Regions from separate parts of the Anser cygnoides genome. Here region 2 is linked to region 1. Evidence: chromatin contacts called from public Hi-C data. All regions are on one chromosome and are shown on one strand. The core of a region is the stretch at or near the end of the contact, and the rest is flanking DNA. Distances in the headings are between cores, read along the strand shown. Region 1 holds the start of NECAP1 (NECAP endocytosis associated 1). Region 2 holds the start of LOC106048075 (alpha-2-macroglobulin-like protein 1).

Evidence for each region. Hi-C and Micro-C count contacts between places; a contact is called where the count stands out from the background.
Region 2: a Hi-C map of liver shows a contact between it and region 1, with 9 times the contacts expected there. The contact joins the promoter of LOC106048075 here to the promoter of NECAP1 in region 1. A contact is called at or near these places in 2 of 7 Hi-C or Micro-C datasets (both in liver).

What each region holds. Positions count from the first base shown.
Region 1 is chr1:104,349,767-104,356,169 of Taihu_goose_T2T_genome, reverse strand. NECAP1 (NECAP endocytosis associated 1) reads left to right here and starts at 4,726. Exons shown (of 8, transcript XM_013199889.3): 1 at 4,726-4,911; 2 at 6,373-6,403. The coding sequence starts at 4,814. LOC125180824 (a long non-coding RNA gene) reads right to left here and starts at 4,642. Exons shown (of 4, transcript XR_007159729.2): 1 at 4,127-4,642; 2 at 3,330-3,473; 3 at 1,953-2,720; 4 at 1,004-1,172.
Region 2 is chr1:104,731,322-104,737,533 of Taihu_goose_T2T_genome, reverse strand. It overlaps LOC106048075 (alpha-2-macroglobulin-like protein 1), which reads left to right and starts at 4,389. Exons shown (of 36, transcript XM_013199859.3): 1 at 4,389-4,602. The coding sequence starts at 4,532. It overlaps LOC106048076 (alpha-2-macroglobulin-like protein 1), which reads right to left and starts at 2,062. Exons shown (of 37, transcript XM_067005594.1): 1 at 1,914-2,062; 2 at 1,084-1,267; 3 at 20-64. The coding sequence starts at 1,981.

The DNA of each region.
Region 1 (6,403 bases), core at 3,477-5,976:
AACCACCCTTCTTTCTTTCCTGGCAGAGGCGGTCTGAATGCACAGAGTCAACCGCCTCGTCCTTGGTAACCTCTTAGGGGAACCTTCCCGCGCAGCCCCACTTACCTCCCCTTCAGTGTCCAATGCTACAAACCTACTGCTTAGGGGGACCTGGGGAGGTGTGTGTGTGGGGGGGGGGTCGCCAAGGATGCTGAGCAGGGACCCTCCCCTCCCCACCTCTGCCTGACAGGGGCAGGGCAGGGGATCCACCACCAATTGTGGGGTATCTCCCTGGCACCTTTCCCTCTGGCACGCCAGGGAGCTACTCCACCAGTCGATCTCCCGCTCACAGTCCCTGACGGCCCTCAGTCTCTCAACCTCCTCTTTCAGCTGACCAGACCTTCCACCTGCTCGCACCCCACACAGCTGCAATACCTGCTGCCCTCCCCCGGCAGCAGCAGGCTCTGGCACTCCCTGCAGCCAGAGACCTGTATAGCCATGGCTCTGGGCAGGCCCTCTGTTTGGGTCACCACAGCCTTTTTGGGGGAAGCTCTCTGCCTGATGGAGACCACAGCAAAAACTGCGGTCACAAAGGCTGCCAGTAGACAGGATGGACAAGAAAGGGAGGAGGGACAGAATCCCTGTGCCCCACAGCCACCACTGCAGCATGCTGCGGGCAGCTATAACGTGCTGGTCGCCCCTCCCTGCACCTGGTGGGCAGCGACTCCTCGCTGCCCTCCCTGAGGCTTTTTTAAGGCTGAGGGCGATGTGATTCCATGAACAGTTGGTGAAAACCCCGCGCCCTGCAGCACCAGCGGCACACACGCTGCTCGCAGTGGGCACCTGCAGCCACAGCAGGTCATAGAAAGTCTATGACAGGGCACCCTGTCATAGAAGGCTACCAAATTTGTGATGATTTGCCCTTAGAGAAGCCATGTTGTCTGTCACCAGGTACCTCTCTGCACTTCTAAAAATGTGGTATTTCCAAGTGCTTCCCTCATGCCAGGTTGTCTCCAAAACATTTTAGCAAGAACTACGAATTCCACTTTTATTTTTTTTACTACTTCTTGTGCAGTTCACCAAAGCTTTGCAACTTCTCTTGACTCCCCAGTTGTTTCTGCGCAGGTGGAGTCACTAGGTAACTATCATCTTTCAGACTCTGAATGCTCCTTGTATGTGGCAAACTCTTCTTCCTAAACAAACAAACAAAAACTGTTCAAAAATTTCCCTATAAAGCTTATCTATAACTAATGCAACTATTTCTCTATAAAGCATATGGCAGTGCTTTGGTGACCAGTCTTTGCACTGCGCTTGTTTTCACTGTCACAAGTGCATAGTTAGTTTCATAGGGTCTCCCCAGTGATACCACATATCTGCAAGGTTGTCCTGCTGTAGTATTTCTGAGACTTGCCTCTTCAGAAAATCCCATGTATGGTCCCAACATATCTTGTACATTTCTAGGTAAGTTTAGGTAAGCACAAGACATTTGGACATCAAGCAGGGAACAAAGGATGGCAAAACCGGTATGTACGTAACTGGATCATACATAACTAAAAAGTAGCTCTTCGCAATAAAGTGTTCTCAGGACTGGGTGAGTGTTCAGGTCAAATGTTTTGCCAGTGCATTTTCAGTGAAGGAAGTACCATTTGAAATAGTATTTGGACTGTTTTGTAAAAATGCTTGTCTCAGCATTAACCTTTAAACAGTCTAGTGAGTCATTTTGTGAGACTGGTTTCCTTCCTGTACACAGAAGGATGATTCCAAATGTTGTGTCCATCCACAGAGACAGGCTTCATGGGCATTCCTAGACAATGCCATATATATATATGTGTATTTCTTAAATAAGCAAAGCAAAGCAAAACAAAAAGCAAAAGCAGAAATGATTCTTCTCCATGTTTTATTATCAGGCTACTCATACATTGGTATGCACTAGATATTTTATCTTACTTGTGTAGGACTTTGTATTTGCTCACCTCATATGATTGAGCTCCAGCCAAGACTTTTGCTGTTCTTTGGTTCTCATTCATTAACAATTTCTGTGGGAAGCCTATAGCTTCCATTTCTTTCACAGTCAGACTTTAAATAAGCTCTCCTTCAAGATTTCATCCTTACTGCTTAATCCTGTAAAAACAAAACAAACCCTCAAGCTATTATTGGCAATGCTTTATTTTTTCTTGGCCCAAGGACACTTGTTTGAAAAACTAACAAACCAAACAGAAGACTTATGCTTCCTGTTGGATAACTTTCAATAGAATCAAATGGGGGAGACACATTCCCGGTGTCCTGGTGCTCCCTGTGCACCTTTCCTCACGTGCTTACAAAAGTTGGCCCTTTGCCACTCTCTTGTTTAAATGCTCTCTTACAAGAGTTGTAAGAGGATTGTGGCACATGACAACACAATAAGGAGGCGGGTGACATTTAATGTTGGTAATTGTGAATTACTGAATTGGGAAAGCAAACACAACTATACATAGAGTGGTGTAATCTAGGTAAGTTACCACTTAAAGAAGAAACATAGCAGTTGCTGTAGAAAATTCTATTAAAAACCATGTCAAGATGCTACGGTATTCAAAAGGTAAATACAGCAGGAAGTATTCAGCTGCATCTTGAATACTGGCTGTTGTGGTGGTCCTCTATCTTAAAAACAATTATAGTAGCAGAAATTATGTAGACAACCGGACAGTCACGGCTCAGAATAGTTTCTTCTGGTGGACAAGCTCAACCGATGAGAACGTTTCGCCCTGTGAAAAAAAGACATCTAAGTGGCAGTATGAGGGATATGAGGGGAATAGTTTTATGTAATAGTTTTATGTAAATTTTAACAGTACATTAACTAGGAGATATCAAATGAAATGATCAGATAGAAGTTTGAAAACAAAACTAAAAAGCAAACAACCCAACACTTTTCCACATTTTGCATGATTAGATTCATGGCTTAAAGGATGATTATTGGTAACCAAAAGTATGAACAGGTTTAAAAAAGCAATTAGATGAATCCAGAGGAGGAAAGTCTATAAAATATTGCTAATTAATGCACACCCAACTTCTGGCCCACTAAGCCCTTACATTACAGCTTGCCAGTCTAGTATACTAGGAAACTGTAATTCTGTATTGTTTACTGTCTTTAAACAGCTCTGCTCTATTCTTCTCCAAGGTTTGCCTCTCATCAACCTCTTTGCCTTCAATCTGGCAGTCTGACAAGCAATACAACACTGGCATACTGTAAGTAGGGAGGCACAGCTTTCTTTTGCATTGTGGCATGTCTGCATTAAGTATAGACTCCATATATTCCCACATTTTCTTGTGCAGGTTGTACAAAAGTGTTCAAACCTCTATTCCCAAGCAGGTACCTGTCTGTCATTGTGTGCAGCCTGGCAGGGCAAGGCCTTTCTTCACCCACACAGCAGGGTATGGACCTCTGATCCCCGGGCATCAACATCTGCCACAAAGCAATGTGTCAGCCTCTCCCTTCTACTTCAGAGAAACAGAACAAGCTGGAAGAGGCGAAGGGAAAACAGAAGTTGCACATTTGCATAATTCTATCATGATTCAGGTACTTAGCTCACACCAGTCATGCATCGTTCCTGTGTATCTATTCATATAGCTGTCCTTTTTTTTTTTTTTAAAGCTAGGCCAGTTACATTGACATATGCTAGTTAAATTACAAGTATGCTATTTCATTGGTCTTAATGACCCAAGACTGTTCCTGTTGTTGACTTCAAAACAGTTTCACTTACCAGATCTATGGAATCAGCAACACAATCCCCCTTTCCGAGTTTCGTTTTTTTTTTTGCACTGGGCACTGTCAGAGATGCAATGCTGGGCTAGTTGGGTGTTTGGCATGATGCAAGGACAGTTTCTTTGACTGCTACCACCCTGTTCCTCCTACAAACCTCCAGATGCAGTTTCAGCTCTCACTGCATTAACTCTTGTTTCGTACCAGAAAAAAATAAATATATACATATTCCTCAAACTCAGTGCTGTTTCATTTATTTGTTCTTATAGTCTCAGCAATAAATTGTACTCACTGTCTTGCATAGATAGCTTAAATTACTTCCTGGCGCAATTAGCCCATGCCACGTCTGTCTCTGGCTGTGGGGACAAAGATAACTTTGTTTATAAACTTTTCTTACACCTTTTCTCGTACCTTTTCTACCAGTTTTCAGAGTGAACATTTAGGATTGTTAGAGACTCAGTTCACAGGCCACTGCACAGCAGAAGACTTCAACACCAACCTTCACCGGGGAGTATGTGACTATTAAACAACGGGAGTTTACACACTATTAGTCCTTATCAAAAAAAAAATGTGAAGGGGAGAACAGCGGGATCTGCTTCAGCACGCCCCGACCCAGGGCTTCCCAGCACCCGCCGTGTCACGGTGATCCCGGTGCCGACAAGCCGCCACCCCCCTTGGTGGCGCTGCCTGCCCGCGGCCCCCCGCCCCACGGGAGGCCTCAGCCCCGCGGTACCGCAGCCAGCACCGAGGCCAGCGCCCCGGCGGCCAAACGGGAGCTCGCACACAGGATGGCGCCCGGCGCGGCTTCGTCAGCCCGCACCAAACATGGCCGCCCCGTCAGGCAGGGGGGGAAGCGGGCTGCCAGGAGCCAAGATGGCGCCGGCCGCGCTTGCTTTGTCAGGACCGGTTCCAAGATGGCGGCCGGGCGCAGCAAGATGCCTTCCTCGGCGCCGTCGCCGCCGCGGCCCGATCCCAACGTAGGCGTAGCGGCGCCCCCAGGCGGGGCCTGCCCGCATCAAAGATGGCGGTCGGAAGTGCCGCTTGTTCCTAGGCTCCCACCCTTCGCTCCGCGCCGGGGTGCCGGGGTTCGCGTCCGAGATGGCGGCGGCCGAGCTGGAGTACGAGTCCGTCCTCTGCGTGAAGCCCGATGTCAACGTGTACCGCATCCCGCCGCGCACCTCCAACCGCGGATACAGGTGCCGGGGCCGGGCCGGGGGCCCGTGCTTGCTGCGGGGCTGTGCGCGGTCCCCGCTCCGCCTGGGGCGGCCGAGCCTCTCTCGCCTGGCCTCGGCGCTGCCCGCTTCAGCGGGGCGGGGAGGAGGAGGAGGAGGAGGAGGAGGAGGAGGAGGATGAGGATGAGGCGGCGGAGGCCTTGCCGGGGGTCGGTGGTCGACTTTCACATGAGCGACCGGTCAGCTGGCACGGTCAATTCTGCGTGGACGAGCAGGGGCTTGGGATGCAGGTGCTCGTGGTGCCTGCTGAGCCGCACTCTGGCTTTAGGCAGGTCAGGTGGACTTCCTGAGGCCTTAGCACCTCTGCCTCCGCTGGCCCCAGCCGCAGATGACATGCTGAATGTTTCTAATAAATTTGAATAGTCTTTTGTATGCTGTCTGTGCCTTAGACCAGAAGTATTCCCTCCTATACTGCGGAGGACGGGGGATTGCCTAGCTAGTCGTACGCAGGACATGAGAGCACGTAAGTGACTTCCAGTGCTTTTTCCAGGCAGAGCCAACATCTGCTCTCAATTTGCCAGGTTCCCAGTATCGGACACGAGTCCAATCTGCTGTAACCAAATGTTGAATTTGGTCTGTTGGCTGTTGCAGTAGCTGGGAGGAAGGCAAAAGAGCTTCATTATGATTGTTATGAAAATATTTCAGGTCTAGGAGTTAGAAATACCTTCTCTGTCTTTAGCCAAAACCAGTGGCATGTCACTGTGAGCTGCTCCTGCAGACTTGCTGGAGAAATTGGTTTGTACTCTGAAGCTCTAGGGTGTATTGCTGGTACTTGCCGGGCTTGGTGATCTACTGCTGGTGTGGATGCTGTACCTGGCCACAGATGCTTATTTCCATTTGCAGACTCCTGTAGGTTGATGTTTTTTCTGTTTTTTTTTTTTTTTTTCTGTTTTTTTTTTTTTTAATTATTATTTTTTTCTTTCATTCTGCAACAGTCTGTTTGATGGGGCAGCCAAGATGGTTGCATGTATGATGTTTTACCTAGTATAAACTAGCTGCCTCTAGATGTACAGGTACTTGATACTGTTTTTACAACAGTAGGATAAAGTAATGGAGTGACTTTTCAGTATGTTTCAGAAAATTAATGAATTTTCCTGATGATTTTAAGTTGCTTTTTGTGTTTACAGTTCCAAGTGAGTTCTTGGGTTTCAGTCTCCCCTATTCTGCAATATTATAAAGGAAAACACAGAGTTGATGTTCTCTGGATAGTATCTATTTCCCTTTATGCAGCAGAAAGGTAGGCTGCTCAGAGCTATGCATGTAGATTGGCAGCAACAGAGGAGCTGAGACCTTATATATTGTTAGAGAAGAGAAGGGGAATAAGGCAGCTGCGTGCATTGAAGGTTTGGGAGCAGAGACTTTAGCTGGATGGGCAGAAGTGGAAGGGTTGAAGTACGGTCAGTGAACAGTTGCTTTTCTTTTCAGGGCATCTGACTGGAAACTGGACCATCCGGAC
Region 2 (6,212 bases), core at 3,140-5,639, 380 kb before region 1:
GCCAAGAAAGGTATCTTACTTGTGAAGCTGAAGCATCTGTTTCCCAGGGAATTAACTCTGGTACCTAGGTTGATTGATGTAAGGAAACAGAAAACAAATTCATCAGAGATTTTGCATCTTATCCCAGACGTGAGACATCACCTCACTGTTAAACAATCCTCAAACTTCAGAGTCCAAACTCCACTGCATGAATCAGCCTCTAGACCACTTAATATTGCTTGAAGAAGAAGCAGTCACCATCTGTCTTTTATTCATGAATGTAAGAGTGAACCATCTGACATATCATTCTCCCCGTCACAGAAATTTAAGATTTTTTTACAAACAAACAAAACAAAACAAAAACAAACAAAACAAACAAACAAACAAAAAAACACATAGGGAAGACAGATATGGAGCTGACTAAGGCAGTAATGGGAAAAAGATAAGGGTCAGGCAAAAACTTTGGACATCTCACTATCAGAAAGACTAAGCTCAGCAGGGGAAAGTGTTTTTGTTTGTTTGTTTTGTTTTGTTGTTTTGTTTTGTTTTGTTTTGTTTTTTAACTACAGATGCCCTGGCTTTCCAGAACCAGGATTCACTCTCTCCTAAGTCCTGGCACCAAACACTTTGTTAAATATTGTCTTGCTGATAAAAGAACCAGAATTGACTACAGACCCTTCTCGAGTTCTGCTGAATCTGTAGGACAATCAGAGCATAGGCACAGCAACTTAGTATGGTGCTGAAGGAGACAGGGAGAGTTTGTAGAGTCCCAGCACCAGACACATCTCCACGTCTCTCCAGAAATGTAACTGAAATTTCTGTAGTCATGTCAGAGCCTCAGTGTAGCTAGTTCAGCTAACTACAACAGCAGGATGAAATCAGCCGATAGAGATTAAAAAATATATATCTACACTGTGAAAGATTGCCTACTTTGTTAGGTTCTAGGACACACTTGTATTTTGTCTGGAACTGGTAGGAAAAGATACTTCACCTGCTTGGAACCTCATGGCAAGGCAGAGAAGGACAGTGAGTCAGGAGAGCACTCCTGTCTGAAGTGAGAGGAAGATCATCTACTGACAAGTCGGCAACCACAGCTACACTCACCTGGAAGGTGATGCACTCAAAAGTACCTGGCTTCTCCACGTCCTGTTCCACCAGCGTGCGATTCTCGGTTTCCACCTCCAGGGTGACAGCCAGGTGAACAGCCTCAGTCAGGGAGCTGAGGTGAATGCAGAGCTTCTCCTCTTGGGAATGGCGAATGACAGCAGGGAACACCACCATGTAGTGACTAGAAGAGAGCAGATGTTCAGAAACAATTCAGAGGCTGAGGTGGACAGGCCAGAATAAATCTCTGCTGCTTTCATGAAGAGGCACACCAAAGGTCAGAAATGTCTAAAGAGGCCTACAGGGAAGGAACTGTGGTGCAGCTCCCTTTCCATGCCAGAAAGAAGCAACATGCCCAGCATGGAACCAGATGGCTCCTGGTATGTGTCTTGTCACCACCAGCCAGGACACAGCTGCCCCAGCAGCAAGTACACAAGAACAGAAAGTTTAGGTGAGGAATGAAGCTGAAAACTCAGTGAGCGAGGCATAAGGCTTCAGGCCTCACAGCAAATTTCATCCTCACACCAAATTGCATCCTCACAAGCACAGGATGAATGAAGGCAAAATTGTGGCTTCTGTAGCTTTTCAGTGTGTACAGTGCACTGCTAGTGCGGTGCCTGCACTAGCATATACCAGGGGCTTCACCTGCAGTAGTGCTTGACACCCCGAGCTCCAAATTAACTCAGAAGGAATTGCTTCTGCTCAGCCTCCCTAATAACAAGATTCCCTGCATGCAGCTCTGTGATGCTAAACCGTGCAGCACCTCAGCACCACACCCTTCAATGACAGTCCTTTCCACCAAGCCCCCCAAAACCAAAAGATAATCTCACGGTTCCAGGCTTGCTTCAGCTGCAACTGGGAATAGGTTCAGGGCTAAAAGGAGCACTGGTGCTCCCATTGCTTGGGCTGGGAAAGACAGCTGTCAAGATCCGCACAGGAGGAGAGAGTAGCCTGTATTGATGGGCTGGAACAATCCTAAATACACCCCTCAGATGTTCCTAAGGCCAAAGTGTGGGGGAAGTTTATATATGGAGATTATATCTCTTCCAGGCTAATGACACTAGCTAATATTTACTTACTTCCACCAATGGCAGAGTAAAGACCACACAGCACAGTTCTCCACCCATGTCTAAGCTCAGATGGCATTCCAGGTGGTGGGATGTCAGAGCACTGTGGGGGACATGTGGAGTGGGTGACCTCTAACCCAAACTCAAAGGGACTTAGCAGAAAAGCTCACCTCAGTTTTGGCTGGTCTGGATTCTGGCTGTAGCATCCTACGGGAGACAAAGCAGCTATTATCCTTAGCTTGTGAAAAAGGATCCTCAACTCTCTGACTGTGCTTTATTAGTGATCTTCCCCTCATCCAGTTTTTCATCACTGCTTGAATTCAAAACCTTTCAATTAATTTCCTCCCCACCTCAAAAAAAAAAAAAAAAAAAAAAAAAAAAAAAAAAAGCAGAGACCACATGGAAGCAAAGTGAGAAAGAAAACAACTCTTTTCTGCTTCCCATCAACAAGCAATGTTCGGCCACATCCTGGGAAGCAGGGCCTCAATATGTGTAGAAGTTGTTCAGGAGGACAGACGTCTTCATAACGAGAGCCCCCCCCTGCTCCTTCCCCTTTCCCACCATTTACTGCTGAGTGCTGTGTGACACCACATGGTATGAAATATCCCTTGGGTCGGTTTAGGTCAGCCGCCCTGGTGATGTCCCCTCCCCACCTCTTGCCAACCCCCAGCCTACTGGCTCTGGGGAGCTTTGGAGACAGTTTTGATGCTGTGCCAGCACTGCTCAGCAATACACAAAGCACTGGTGTGCTACCAATGCTGTTCTAGCTACAAGTTGTGATTCTGTGAAGTGCAGAGCGCAGCACTGTATGGGCTGCCGCAGGGAAAGTTAACTCCATCCCAGCCAGATCCAGTTCACAGCTTCATCCAACCATAAGGTATTTCTACAGTGACACCACCACCAATCTCCTTCAGACTCCTATCAGGTACTGCAAACTTTTATTTCCTTTTTCTGGATGGCAGCAGTGGCAGCTGAAGCGAGCAGGGCTTGGACCTATTTGCCTTCTAGGTACAACCTTATTTGAAGGTGGTTGTCCTCATCTTGCTTTGGCCACAGCTGTTGTTTTGCAGATCATAACCAAAGGTACACAATACAGAATGAATTTGCCGTCTGCCCACTCTTTGATCCCAGCTGAAGCAATCCCCTGGATTTACTTTGGCATGGAGTCTGTGCATGTGTATCCACTCTCTGAGCTCACAGAGCAATGTAACTGCAATGTGCACCTTTCACCTAGCACAGACATTCAAATAATCTGCAGGTTTGAAGCACTGTATGTCACTGATCTGGGAATACATTTGATTCTCTGAAATCAACAGGGTTTTGACTTCAAGCCTAAATTAGCCAGACAAAAAACAGAATTCTATCTGATTTCAGAAACATTCCCCATGGCTCTGCATCTCCGAATAGTCACCAAGTTAGCTGCCTCAGAATTTAAATGGAAACAGAAAGACAACTAAAAGATAATAAAGTGTTAAAGTTCTTCCCTTCTTCCAGGGAGAAGTTAGAGGCACTACAAGAGCTGTATGTGGAGCCCTGGATTGGCCTGGCCAGAGGCTGCAGGGCAGGAATTAAGTTTCAATACAAAATGAATAGTACATAAAGAAGTTCTACAGAAGAAATTCAAACCTAAAACAAAATTCAACTGACATCAAAAAAAAAAAAAACAAATTTGCCCAAGAATGTTTCCAATGTTTCCAGGAATGTTTCCAAGAATGTTTCCAATTTCCATTTGAATATGAGGGGTCACTTCTTTACTGTGAGGGTGACGGAGCACTGGAACAGGTTGCCCATAGAGGCTGTGGAGTCTCCTTCTCTGGAGATATTCAAACCCCACCTGGATGCTGCCCTGCGCAATGTGCTCTAGGTGATCCTGGTCGGCAGGGGGGTTGGACTAGATGATCTTCAGAGGTCCCTTCCATCCTCGGCCATTCTGTGATTCTGTGACTCTATAATGAAATCCCACTAAAGACACCTTTGTAAAAATTAAACCCCCATACCAAATCAAGTATCTGAGCATTCCTGCTGTCATCAGCTATGCTGCATAAGATAAGGCAGAGAAACACATCTCCCAGAGAAATATCAACAAGGCTTACAAAGCCTTGGGGCAAGTGCCTTTGGTGCCTCGGCAATAAACATTGTCTCCACCCCTTCCACCCGCCCACATCCCAGCCCCAGCCATGCACAGCATGATTTCCACCTTCTTGGTTTCGAAGCCAAGACAGGCTTTCGAAAGAGACAGGCACCCTGTCAGAGCAAGAGCTGCATAGTCCTTCATCTCTGGATGAGGGGCAGAGGGAAGAAAGAAAGCAGCAGAAACAGGGGCAAAACGGGGCAGAGGAGAGGCTCATCTTCCCGTGGAGGGATTCAACCTGCATTCAGCTATGTGGAGCATCGCTCTCCTGTGGGGCAGCATCCTTCTCCTGCCTAGCGCGGTTGGAACATCTGCAGTGATGTAAGAACCTTAGCTGCTTCGCATACGCGCCTTGGTCTGGGGGGAGCTCTTGGGGGGTGGCAGTGTTTCCAAAGAGGACAGAAGGAGTTTCTCATTTTTCATACGCTCAAGGTTTTACCTGGTCTTCATGCACCCTCCCCACCACGTTACTCCTACTACTTGGCTCTCGCTCTGGTGCCTATGGTGTAGACCAGGTATTTCTGCAAGGACCCAGGTCATACCAAACCTGACAGCTTTCTGCATGTGTTTAATTCTGACCTGCCAACATCTCATGCGTCCTACTGTGTTCCGGGCTTTGCTTTTCTCCCCAGAGTCAGAAGTTGCCATTTAAACCTTTAGTAGACAAAGCTGGGTGCCTTTACAAACTGGGCAAATGTGAGTCCAAGGTATCTAATACGCATTATCTTTGTACAGCAGTGTGTTGATTCTGCCTTAGCTGGCCGTGTGCTCCCTACGGTAGATGTAACAGTATGAAATATGTCACTGGGTCTTAGCTGAGTTTTCTCAAGCCACGTGTGGTGGGAATGCACAAGCTTAGTTTTAAAAGCCCGTTCTAGTGGGAGTACAGCCTTGGACATACTCTATAGGCTGATACAGCTTCCAATCAAATACGTCTTTACTGCTGCTTGTTTCCTACTGCTGCCTTCAGCATGAAGCTTTCCTTGATGGTAATACTGCTGGTTTCAGCAGGCAGGCTGCTGTCACACCTGTATGTCAATATTTTTTGTAGCTTCATCAGAAGGTAATCTAGCCTGGCTCTAGGGATCCTGGAAAAACAGCCTCAGAGAGGCTGTGTGGTACTTTTATAGCTCAGAAGGAAAGGACATGGGAAGAATCAGCAGAGATGTGTGAGAAAATGTTCTAGAGTAGAGAGTGCACCGAGGGACCATTAGGAGCAAATGAGGTTTGGGAAGTTCAAGAAGTAAGCTTTTAGTGCACATCGCATCCTTTGGCACAGTGGCAGGCAGGAGGTGCTATGAGTCGTCCTAAGAAGGAAAATCAAAATGTTGGCACCTGTTATCATCTCCCCTAATAATAGCAGCAGACAGGCTGCTCAAGGCAGCTTGACAGCACTTGATTGTGAAAGCATTTACGGCTCCTGGCCAACAGGACTTTGACTCTCTCTTGCTATGGTTATGAGCTCCAGCTGAGAACTGCCAGCAGTTCACGTCTGTGAACGTCACCATATCCCTGCTGGTCTGATCTTTCAAGGCCTTGCACTCCTGTTGCTGCAAAAGGTGCTGATACCTAACTCAGTCTAGGGGCAGTAAGCAGTAGTAAGTTTTCAGACCTCCTTGAATGTTGGCGTTTCTTTGGTCCTAACTGCTGCAGTGCCATTTAAGGTGAAATAAAACAATATGGTCAGCTTGTTGGTGTTACCCATGGGCACAGCTATGATAGCAGCCACAGATGTGTGAGATCTGGAATGAGAATGAGGGCGGGTGTGTGAGGGGCTGAAGAAAATGTGTTTATGAGATGTGTCTGGGACATGAGGTCAGTACACTGGGTCTCATACAACAAATGGCATTGGTTTTGGAAGCAGCGACTGTCTCTTTCTGTAAGTGTATGCAGCATGTACTGTAGCCTCGGTGGTAATGCCTACATTACCA